3 separate regions of the Anas platyrhynchos genome follow, and all the other regions are linked to region 3. A link is a contact called in public Hi-C data. All regions are on one chromosome and are shown on one strand. Each heading gives the region's core, a stretch centred on a gene start, on an enhancer-like site or on the middle of the called end of the contact. The rest is flanking DNA. Distances are from core to core; before and after follow the strand shown. Region 1 holds the start of TCF12 (transcription factor 12). Region 2 holds the start of CGNL1 (cingulin like 1). Region 3 overlaps TCF12 (transcription factor 12).

Region 1 (4,138 bases), core at 1,415-3,914, 120 kb before region 3:
ATTGCAATAGAAAATTTGCTGATGATAGTATTATGGGAAAGTGTTTGCAGGAATTCAGCCCTGATTGTTGGAGTTCTTGCTAGTGAAATCACTAGCAAATGACTGGCGTTTATGATTGCTCCTACATTTCTCTGCCATCCGTCCTATCCATTGCTCCCCAGGTACTGAAAACCTGTTATGTTTGAAGAAGTGAAAGAAAAAGGGGTAGAACAGTTGCAGAAGGCACTGGCACTTCAACCTTCCATGAGCAAGGAAAAGTCCTGTAGTGTCATAACAAAGCTGAAAGCTCTTCATTTTTGTATGAGTTGTGTACCACAAGTATGGATTGAAGCAGGAACAGAACCAGAGGTATTTTCTTTGTTGTGAATGAAAACTAGTAGTTGTCTGAGCCAGCAGGTTTCCGATGGCTTTTCATTAGATATTTTGAAATGTTTGTAAAGTCTCACTTGGCTGTATTTTCTCAAAAAGTCTGCAGTTAGCTCAAAGCAGAGAACTTTTATTTTTTCTTTTTCTTCTTTTTTAATGTTGACCACAGTGGTTTCTGTTTCCTTATCTCTATGTACCTATGATAAGGATAACGTAATGCATTAATTGGTTATTTTAACCTATTATCCCTTGCAAGGAATAGGAGGAATTTAGAGGGACTGGCAGAGAAGAAAAGCTAGTAGGTAAGCAGCAGCTTGAAAAAGGGGTTGGAGATTGAGAATAGGTGAAAGACAGTATTACGTGGATGTAGAATATTGTTCCTTCATGTTTGAGTGTCCTTGTTATTTTGATCAATTTTGACTAAAGAGGGGTGAAGAGGTTAAAGGTTCCAAATCTGGCCAGCGTGGCAGAAGATGTTTGGTATCCAGAAAAAAATAGGTTAAATTAGGTCAGATTAGGTCAGGCTCACAGTATGTTTTGGGCCAAAGCACACCTTCCATGAGGCCTTGGGTACTTGCTGTCTGGCATCATTTCTGCAAACTTTGTGTTCGGATCATTGCAGGTGTCTGAAAATGAAGTTTTTCAAAGAGGGTTGTCAACTCCGTAGAGCTGCAGTGCAGAAGAATGGCTGCTATGAAGTGAGTTTTGGTAATGAGCATGCGTGGTGCCAGCAGCTGCATCAGAAAGTGACATTTGGACCAAAGGAAATACCTTCTGGAGATACATATATATATAAAAAGCATACATCATGGATTATGTGGATGCATTATCTTCCACTCAAACTTTGTAACTACAAATAAAAGCCTACAAATGTGAACTGTAAAACCCTAGGTCTGAGGGCAAATAAAAACTTCTATTTTTTTAAATTAAGTTTTAATTTTAATACAGTTACACTTCAGTACAAGTAACTGTTGGCATTGTTGCTTCCAATTCATTCGATTTAGTCTGTTTACTAATCAATGCTTGTGAGTGTAGCTGCTGTAGCAATTGATACTAAGTACCAATACCGGTGAGTCTTCAAATGTAGTCCTTGGAGAGAAACAAAAATATTTTCACTGTATATAAATAAGGGGTCTTCCTTGTAACACAAATGTGTCAGATGAGTCCTTGTGAAATATACAATGATCCCTGTCGTTGGATGAAGTCTTATTTACACTACAAAGGGAAAAGTACATATTTATGTTCCTCAGGGGCACAGAGAATGGAAGGCATTGTGTTGATATTTTAATACAAATTGCTCCCTGCATTTCTAGGTGGCAGATCTATGAATATTCACAGAATCCCAAGGCCAGATGATCATCCAGAACGTGGCATCTATGGCAGCAAAATGGAGGAAGAGGCCTGAAGGCTCCAGAGCCGCCATTTTGCCCAGGGGGGGATAAGTTTGGGCTCACCCCCCCCTTCCTCCGGAAGATGTCACGGTTGGGGTCTGGGGGTGGGCATGGGGCTGGGGAGCCCCCCGGGGGGCTGTGCTGGCCGCCCGGCAGCCTGGCAGGGAGGAAGGCTTGCGGGCAGCCCGCTTGCTGTCTCCCTCAAGTGTTTGAGGTTCTCCAGGATTTTAGGAACCCTTTTTCCCTGCCATTGCGCGTTCCAAGTCCCCTTGCTCCAAAGGACTGACGTGTCAGTAGCTTCTTTTCTTTATCGCTTTCAATTCTTCCCTTAGGGCAGGTCGCCCTCAGCACCTGGGGTCAAACCCCAGCAGCGCTGCGTGGCGCGGAGCGGGCCAGCGGCCAGGTGGTGGCGAGGAGGTGCCACCTGGGGGCTCTGCAGGCTCGGGAGACGGGCAGCGAGCACCGGGCCCAGCAGCTGCCCGGCCTGGGGGGCTCCCCGCGGGGCAGGGGCAGGGGCAGGGGCAGCGCCGCTCCGTGCCGAGCCCCGGGGGCTGCGCGCTGCAGCGGGGGGGGAGCGGGGTTGGGGAGGGGGCGGCCGGGGCCCGCTCCGAGCTCGGGGCGCTCACGGGGCCGCCCCCCCGCAGAGGATGCGCGCTGCGGGGCGCTGCGACGCCTCACACAGCCTCACACAGCCTCACACAGCACGTGCCGCGCCTCGAGGGCTGCCCGGCTCCGGAGGGCACCGGGGGGGGGGGGGCGGCTGCGTTACCGGGAGGCCGCCCCGCGCCGCCCCCCCGGCTCCTGCCCCGCCGCCGCCGTCGTCGTCGCCGGGCGCTGCTTGGGGCCGGCGGCTCCTTCGTCCCGCCCCCGGCGCGGCGCGGCAAGGGTTAAGGCGGCGGCGGCGGCGCTCGGCGCGGAGGGATACGGAGCCGGGGCCGCGAACGTGGTGCTGAGGCTCCGTAAGCAAAAAAATGTCTGCCTGAGGGGAGCCCACAAGTTCCTTCCAGCGGGGGGGGAGCGCTCGGCTCGCCGCCGCCCGCCCGGCCCCGCGCAGCGCAGCGCCCGGGGGGCACCAGGTACCGGCGGGGGGGGCCCGGCACAAGTTGGCGGACAGCGGCCGGGCCGGGGGAGCGGCGGCGGCCGGGAGCGCGGCGGGGCTGAGGCGGCGGCGGCCGGGCGGGAGGGGGGAAAGAGGGAGGGAGGCAGCGGGGCCGCCCGGGGCGGGGGGACCGGGCCGCCACCGGGGCTGAGGGGGGGTGTGTGGGGGGGGTGTACGTGGGGGTGAGCCCGGGGGGCGGCGGCGGGGCCGGGCGGCGCCGAGCCCCCCCCTCGGAGCCCCCCCTCGCGGGCGGCGGCGGGGCCGCGCTGGGCGGCGCGGGGCTCGCAGCGGCCCTGAGGGGGCCGCAAGTTGCAGGGAGCGGGGCCGCCGCTCCCCCGCGCCGCCCGCCGGGCACAAGGGAAGGCGCCCACCCCCCCCCCGCACCCCCTCCTCCTCCTCCTCCTCCTCCTCCCGCCGCGAGCGCGCGCACGCCCCCTCCCTGCCTCCCTCCCTCCCGCCGCACGCGCATTCCGCTCCCGCCCCCCCGGCGGCGCGGGGGGAGGAGGAGGAGGAGGAGGAGGCGGGGGGGGGCCGGGAGCCGGCGGTCCCGCTCGGGCGGCCATGGCTGTGCCGAGGCCCCGCCGGCCCCGCGCCGCCGCCCCCGCTGCAGCCCCATTGTTGGCCGCGCTGGCGGCTCGCTGAGCGCTCCTCGCTGCGTGTCAGCCCTCGGGCCGGGACAGGGAGGGAGGGAGGGAGGGAGGGGGATGAGCCCCGGGACACTTGGCAGGAGTTGGGCGGGTCGGGGCCGGCGCTGACCCCGTCGGTGCGGCCGGTGCAGGGGGGCTGCCCCCGGGCTGCTGTCGAGGCGAAGCGCTCCCTGTGCCCCTTCTCCCGTGCCCCAGGACGCGATCGCAGCGTTTGAAGATGAATTCCCAGCAGCAGAGGATGGCCGCGATAGGAACTGACAAGGAGCTGAGCGACTTGCTGGACTTCAGCGCGGTAGGACATGCTTCCAGGGCTTCTTGTCGCTGCGCCGTGCTAAACGGAGGAGTAAGGGCGGCAGCGTGCGGGGCTGGGCTGCCTTCCTCACAGCCAAGTTGGACACCTGAACTTTGATGTAATGTCTAGACGTCCAGATTTAATACCGTAATACCAGCTGGGTCAATTGGTTTAACTGGTTAAAATCAGGCTGACCCAGTGATGGCATAATCTAATAATTAACATTTGTTAAGCTGGCGTGTGGCACCGAGATGCCTTCTTCCTCTTGGTTTGTTTTTGTCTTTAAACCAAAAGAACGCTTAACGTCTGTAAGTAACTCGGTCTCAGAAAATTATAGGTGTTT
Region 2 (3,904 bases), core at 300-2,799, 67 kb after region 3:
GAACGGAGTTGTTTTTCAATTGGCTCACTGTCTTTTAATGAGGCAGGGGACTTGTGACCTCTGTGCATGGTGGCTGATAAATGGTAAGATGTACCCACACATACTCACAGAAAACCTGCAAACACAAATGAGTTGTGGATAATCTCTAGCATTTACTAGGGAAAAGCAATCTTGTGTGCAAACACTTAATCAAAAAGCTAATGCTTAATAGTATGTGATTTTAAACTGCCCATGCACAAGTCTGTCAACATTTATTTCCAGGTTCTCTGATCCTCTTTATTAGTTTCCTGTCTTGCTTTCATCTTAACAACAACTTTCTGTGACTTGGTTGTTTTTGTATATTTGTTTTTTTTCCCTTTTGTTAATAAATAACCATTTTTCCTCTTCAAATCTGTTTACATTTCTTAAGGATTTGAACAGGTTAAAAATGTTGTTCATGCTACTGAAGGAAAAGCGTGTGCTTAAACAAAAAGTGTTATGTAACTTATATAGAATAATATCACATGCTAGACCATTATGTTAGGATCTGATCAGATAAATGAGCTTTGCCTTCATTAAAAGCTCTAATCTTGATTATAGTCAGAGCAGCCTTTAAATGACAACTCCAGAGTTTTCCTCTAAAGGATCTTTTATGTTCTGGTTTGGAATTTTTCAAATAACTAAGAGGTTTTGTTTTGTTTTGTTTGGGGAAAACAAAAGCAAAATTTTCTTCCTGACCATTTTTTTTTAAATAATGGGGTGATCATGGAAAAACTTCCCCTTGGCTCTCAGCTGTGAGTTATAAATACCCACCAGCCAAATCCAAGTCTGGGTTTATTTCTATTTTCTTTTTCCAAGATCTCCTTTCTGGAGATGTGTTTGAGCCTTAGATCTCTTGCCTGTATTGTTACAGAACTGATGAAAGTCTGAGATCTCAATCAAAGGCTTAACAAAACAATAATCCTCTATTGCCCTAATTCTTCTCAGAAACATCTCTCTCTGACAAGAACAGTCCTTAAGCTTTTACATCTTTTTCTGCTTAAAATTACTTTCCTAATTAGAAAGAATTGTTTCCTTCCCAAGTCTTTGTGCCTGAAGAGCACTGTATTTATTGGAAAGCATGTCTCAGCTCTTTAGCCTCCCTCTCCCCCAATATTGTGACAGTGATAACACTTCACATCCCTCAAAAATTCCAACTTCCTTTTTTAACACACAGAAGAATTCAGTAACATTCTTTACAATCCGCCTAATTCCATTTGTAGCAAAAATCAGAAAGAGGAAGAATCACACAGATTTCATGCTTAATGTAATCATTTTCAAGGAAAACATATTTAAAAATAATTATCTTTTTCAGACGTATACACTTTATAGACTTCTCCACTTCGACACTTCAGGACATCATTTAACGGGAATTAGAATCAGAATGTGTGCACGCAGTACAGGCAGAATTAGTTGAGTATTACACATTAAGTAGGGAATGTAAAACAGATTTCCATACCAGAGGATTTGTTTACTTTTTTCCAGCTCAGCAGCTGTTCATCCTTACAGGTGATGAGGCCCCATTTCAAGAAGTTGCTTATGCAGGAATAGTACTAGTAGCTTCAAGTGTCTAAGTAATCCTGCACATCCTGAGTTAGACACAAGCTCAGATGCCAGCCTGACTTCAGTCATAATAAATTTACCTGCCAGCAAATTTTAGTATGTTAACATGGACTACATGGAAGAAGCTCCTGACAAGCTGCAACAAGATTTAAGAAGGTTCTGAAAAACTTAGTCATAGGGCATAAATAAATCATTATGTGCTGTTGAAGAAGATGAATTTGAGTCTAGCTCAATACCAAATAATTCACACTGAATGAGATGACTCTATTAACTGGTACAGATTTGAATAGCACTTGAATGAAATTTGTTAGTGCCCTTACAATGAAGTCTGCAACGCGAAGATGTGATGATGGCCATGGTTTATATGACTAAGTGGTTGTTATACCAACCTAGCCAGCAGGCATGACTGCACCTGATTTGACTGCCTTTCTTCAGAAGTGAACAGAAACAGCTGTTCAAACAGCTGAATGTCTTTTGCTATCCCTGTGACTACCATTGTTTTAATCTGAGAAGAGTGGTTGAAGCTGGAGTAATGATCTCTTCTGCACTTACCAGTAACCCAGCACAGAGATGCCACCAGTGACACATGACAGGGTCTTCAATTCATCTCCCCTGGAAATGGACCGTTTTTCCTCATTCAAATTCCCATCTCAGTAAGGATACTGCAATCACAGAAAAAGTCCAGAAGTTAAGAGTGATTAAAGACAAGATGGAGAGACTTTCACGCGACAGATGTGTGAAACCTGGTGCTACTGAGCTGAGACTGTAAGTAACTAAGATCATGAGGTTGCATAAAGCAATGAATATCATTATAAATATATTAGCACTGTCCTACTGAAAAAGAAGACAGCATATAGTAAAACAGGATTGGATAAAAAAATAAAGTTTTACAAGATATCTCTTTCACTCATCTGGGTAACTAAATGCAACACTATATTAATCTAGTGAGATTAAAATATAGCAAAATAACTAAATTAATTACAATATCTTCTTGTATTTGCCAAATATCTTTCTCTTGAGGAAAAATGTTGATTATTAGTTGGGAATATAAAGAAAGTCTTTATGTACTCTAGTCATGCATTGTATTTTTAATTTGAGGGAAGACAAATGTCTGGGAAGTCATCTATTCTGAGATTACTCACTCTTTATAGTGAGGTACTCCTAATACTGCTTCTGAAAACCTTTGAATGTGTGGATCTATGTTTTTGGAATTCTAAGTTTTGTTTTGTGACAGATGCTACTTACACCTTTCTTTTGACACCAGAAGATTAACGTAGAATAAGTTAATTCTATTTGCTTTGCTACTGGTAACAGTTCTACATAGAAGTTTTATATGTCTGACTAAAATGAAATTTTGTATATATCATTAATGATAAATGCAGGTGTCTGCGCTCTAAGAATATCTTCTAAATGAAGGGTTACCCTGTAACAGTTTGTATAGTTTGGCAGGTATGCTATTGGAATACAAGAGAAAGTGAAGGAAGGTTTCTTTTTTCTCAAAGTCTCAGTCTGCTAGAGGCCATTTGTTGCTCTAATGAAGATAGCAGATTGAGAAGAGAAACTTGTGCATCTGGGCAAGTGATAAGATCAGAACAGAGAAGTGCTAAACTGACCTGAAACCTAACAAAATCTACAAAACAGATCTGATCTTTCTGAAGAGCCAGTGCAGACCAGCAGAAATGACAGAGTAGAGAAGCCATGGAGAAAACTCTAAGTGCAAAGTGACTGCATCAGCAGCAGTCACAGCAATGGGAAAACTCTCTGGATTGACAACAAATAAGCTGATCAGGAAAAATAAGCTCAACAGCTTTACAAGTCCATATGAAAACTTGGAGGAAACTGAAACACACAGCACAGCCAGCTGGCTGTTCCTGAGGGTGGGCCCACTGCCAGACAGCTGTGACAGGAGGGAGCCAGCCCCAGTAGCCACCCCTAGATGACCTGGCCTACCCTGGGATTGACTGATATTCTTTACTGGTAAGGGAGAAGTTGAATACACTTTGTGCAAATAGCCACGGATTCTGTTATTCATTATCTAAAGATATGTATACAGTCAGTGTTCCACAGTCTGTTGTTTGTATTCCAAAACAATCAATAGTAGAAAAACCTCTCTGTAAGAGCACAAGAAGAGGTGTAATTCATTTTTTTTTCCTCCTTGAGAGAAGTTGGAAGGGGAACTCTGAGCAAGAGCTTTGAGACAGCTTACCAAAAAGAATCTTAGATCTCTTTGCTGCTAATTTAGAAATTAAGGTTTTGAACCTCTGCTGTGATGACTTTTTTTTTTTTTTTTTTAATTTTCTAATGTGATTGATTGTTTATTTTC
Region 3 (3,694 bases), core at 578-3,077:
GTTACAGAAAATTCTGTGACAAATGTTTTCTGTGTAGTGCCATTTCTAATAACTACTTTGAGCATTTTAGATTTTCCATAGCACCCAAGGCTATCAGTTAATATTAAACTTTTGATTGCCACTTATTTAATCAGATTGTCAAATGAACATTTTCCATCATCAGAGATCTCTCTCCTAAATTTGAACTCTTTACTAAGCACAGAGAGAGGAAACTTGGTTTTTGTATGTAGAATTACCTCTAACAAACTAAAGGGCCTCTTTTCTAATATACTAGCCTTTTAAAGAATGAGCTTGAGAAGTACAAAATAATAAAAAATAAATAAATAATTGGTCTTACTCCCTTTTGTAATCCCTCCTACTTCCACTCCTCCCCAGGGTTAAAAGAGAGTACCTGAAGTAGGGGGTGGAAGTGATCTGGTTGTCTGTTTATCTGAAACCCAGTTTTTGAGATTTTAATATTTAGCGAATGTTGTATTTTTAATACAATCTAATGTGAGCAGACTTGCTTTAGAGAATTATCCTCACAATTAACAAGTTCAGTATGTATTGAAGTAGCCTGGTGTAAATCAACATCCTTGGAATAGTTTTCTGAAGTCAGGGTCTCTTTTCTGAGTAGTATGTCTGAGTAAAACCTTTGGAGCATCCTTCCTGGATGGTGTTGAACTGAGTGTGACGTTGTGTCTAATTGTTTAATTTTCTTCATAAGATTTATTCCCACAGAACATGTCAGTGAGAAATGGTGCCAAAATGTAAAAAGTGGTATTTAGAGTTTGTTCAGAGCACTTCTGAGTTGCCTGGTGCAGTCGAGTGATGCATTCAGCTGTCCGCCTTCAGCATGTAACACGCGGGGACATGAGTAACCCCGACCCTTGCCTCTGATGCTGTGCTGTGTTTTATAAGGCATTTTAAATGACGAAAGTGAGCAAATGAATCCCTATGGATAATGCAACGCAGAACTTGTGGTTTCTTCCTTGTGAGTCAGTCTTCCTTCTGCTTGATGCTTATTCTTTGGCCATCAGATTCAAAGTCTGATGCTTTTAGGGAATGGACTAAGTTGAAATAGATCTGAAAAGCGCAGTGAGTTAAGATTAGAGCATCCCACCCACCCTTTGCTGTGCACGTGAAGTGAAAACCAGTCCACTGGTGCTGAACAGCTAAGCTGCTGTTGTGCTGTGAGCTCAGGTGGCATTCTCGCTGCGTGAGGTGAGGTGAGGGACGTGATGTGTGTGCCCCTCTCTTCACAGCAGCTCCTGACCGTGGGCACGTGGTGGCTCCAGGGCTGCTGGGCTGCTGCCGGGCTGTGGCGTAGGCCACTGTGAGGTTGCTTTACTGAGACAACTTCTGTGTGAAAATCCCTCACATGCACGGTGGATTTACTGGTAGATTTTTTAGTTTTCTTTACACTTCCACAGCATAGCAAAATGAGCACAGTAGATGCTCCTAAAGTAGTGTAGATCTGCACAGAATGTAAAGGCAGCGCCCGGCGGTGAGGCTGCCTTCTGAGGGGCGAGGTGACAGAGCAGCAGCTCGTCAACTGCGGAGAAGTTGCGCGGGGCTGCTCCAACTTGTGCTTCACCGGGAAGACAGACGAACGCTCCCGTTACCACAGACTACAGCGTGGCACTTCACACACACAGCTCAGGAGAGCGGCTTTTTGTCCTCTCCTCCCCTCGGGGGGGGAGCCGGCAGGGCCGCCAGCCCGCAGGCCGGGAGAGCCCCGGGCGGGCAGCAAATGGCGGCGCGGCCGCGGCTGCCCCCAGCCCGCGCAGCGCCGGGGGCGGAGCCGCCTCGGGGGGCCGCGCAGGGGGCGCTGCGGGGGCTCCGCCAGCAGGGGGCGCCCCCGCCGCGCGCCGCGCCCGGCGGCCGCTGGGAGGGGCTCGGGGCTCGGCCGCGGGCTGAGGAGAGCTCGGGCCCACAGCGCAGGGGGCTGAGCAGGGGCAGTGCTCGTACTTTTTTATTTATATATATTTTTTTTTAACTTACAGCTAACGGGAAGTTTTTCCTAAAATCAAATAAAAAAAATCAATCAAAAAACCTTGCAATATAGCTACATAAAAGCACTGGGTGGGTTTTAATCTCAGTTACACTGGTATTTGTTCGTAGTTTTCCTGCTTTGTTACCATGTAATTAACAACGTGATTTCCACCTAAAGCAGTAAGCGCTGCTTCCTGAGGCTTTCGGTCTTGTCTGCTGGAAGAGCTGCGCTGTGCTCGGTGTGCGCTTACAGAGCACGCTGACACCGGCCTTGCTGTGGTTAATCCTAATAAATGTTTGGCTGTGAAATGCATCCTGCTAGGAGTCCTGAGGTGCATAGAATTTTTTTCTGAAGTATTGCTAGTAGCTCAAAGTTGATATTTATATGTTATACACACATTTACACATACAGATACATAGGTGTGTGTGTGTATTTTGGTTAGTAACTGGCTGTTCAGTATCAGATGACTTTCCAAGAATTTGTCTTTTCTCCTTTATTCCCCATTCCTTGTCTTTACTTCAGGGAGGCGTTGGTTGGGGTCAGTCTCCTCTGTCTCAGTTTCAGGTTTTCGTAGCGCTGATAAGAGCTTAATCACTTCTGAAACATCTGTGCCTTTTTCAAACGTGGTTGAAGTTGATAAAAACGTCCAGCCCTGCGCAGAGTGGGGATAAAGGGAGAGCCTTCTAGGGCAGTTGTCTTAGCCTGCTGCCTTTGGAAATAAGGCTAACCTAGCCCCTCAGAAATGAAACAAATTAGGAAGAAGAACAGAATTGGCGTCCTCATCGATAGCAGGTTTGGGGTTGTATTAGGTTACTGTTTTTCAGAAAGATTTATGCCAGATCTCTGTGAGGAAACTCAAGACTTACACATCACAGTTGCTTCTTTTGGTGAAAAGGGAACTTTGAATTATGTCTGACTCAAAATTATTGTAAAAGTTTTTGCTGCTTGTGTTTGAACAGACCCATTTGAAATAATAAAGCTGTGATTAAAAAGCAGTAACATTTTTCAAGTATTATGATACTGCAGTGTTGTTATGGCATATATTTGACCAGAGGATGGCTCTTGTCCATTGAGGCACTTACATAATTACCTTTTATGTGGTATGAGGATAATTTTCAGTGATCTGGAGCAATTATGTTTATTTTTTTCATAGACTCAAGTGCTGGGTTACATATGCTTACTGTGTATTTGCTTTGTGGCTCTGACAAATTGGACAAAAATGTGTTTCACATAAAAGATTGATTTTAGGAAGAACATACAGTTCATTCACAAAACCTCTTATTGTTAAAATCTTTATTCTGATACAGGTAGCTTGGTTTATTATTAGGACAGTATTTCACTTTGCATCAGATTTCATAATCTCTTTATATACTTTAGAAACAGGCAGCTTATTGTTTTTGACACACAGTACAGGGTCATGAGTGGAAACAATTCGGGCTACAAAGTGCATGTCAGTTCAGCACTCCTCTGCTGACGGCATGTCTGTCTGAAATCAAGTTTAAAAAATTGGCCCTGTCTCCAGCTGACTTGTTTTGTCAGGCTGAGTCATCAGATTAACCCTTGACTTGTCACCAAGGAAAATGGAGTAAACAACTGTACTGAGTATAGTATCACTGATCCAGCCCCGATTCATTTCACTGTAACGTCTCTTAAGAAAACAAATTTCAGAGCAGCTGTTGCTTAGCTTAAATGGGGATTAAAAAAAAAATGCGACCACAA

Evidence for each region. A called contact is a pair of places that touch in the nucleus more often than the background predicts.
Region 1: a Hi-C map of subcutaneous adipose tissue shows a contact between it and region 3, with 1.6 times the contacts expected there. The contact joins the promoter of TCF12 here to the enhancer-like site in region 3. A contact is called at or near these places in 7 of 8 Hi-C or Micro-C datasets (F1 follicle, F5 follicle, liver and 3 more).
Region 2: a Hi-C map of subcutaneous adipose tissue shows a contact between it and region 3, with 2.4 times the contacts expected there. The contact joins the promoter of CGNL1 here to the enhancer-like site in region 3. A contact is called at or near these places in 3 of 8 Hi-C or Micro-C datasets (liver, skeletal muscle and subcutaneous adipose tissue).

Annotation. Positions count from the first base shown.
Region 1 is chr11:7,103,421-7,107,558 of IASCAAS_PekinDuck_T2T, forward strand. It overlaps TCF12 (transcription factor 12), which reads left to right and starts at 2,665. Exons shown (of 22, transcript XM_038184788.2): 1 at 2,665-2,833; 2 at 3,699-3,795. The coding sequence starts at 3,721.
Region 2 is chr11:7,286,839-7,290,742 of IASCAAS_PekinDuck_T2T, forward strand. It overlaps CGNL1 (cingulin like 1), which reads left to right and starts at 1,550. Exons shown (of 21, transcript XM_038184782.2): 1 at 1,550-2,346. It overlaps LOC113844967 (a long non-coding RNA gene), which reads right to left. Exons shown (of 5, transcript XR_011812063.1): 3 at 2,134-2,243.
Region 3 is chr11:7,219,729-7,223,422 of IASCAAS_PekinDuck_T2T, forward strand. All of the region lies in intron 9 of TCF12 (transcription factor 12), which reads left to right. Among named protein-coding and RNA genes, the nearest start is that of CGNL1, 67 kb to the right of the region's middle. Within about 2 kb of position 1,828, at least 4 of the 8 cell types and tissues checked have an H3K27ac peak or open chromatin away from gene starts, as enhancers often do. A contact at or near this core is called in F1 follicle and subcutaneous adipose tissue, where this site is marked.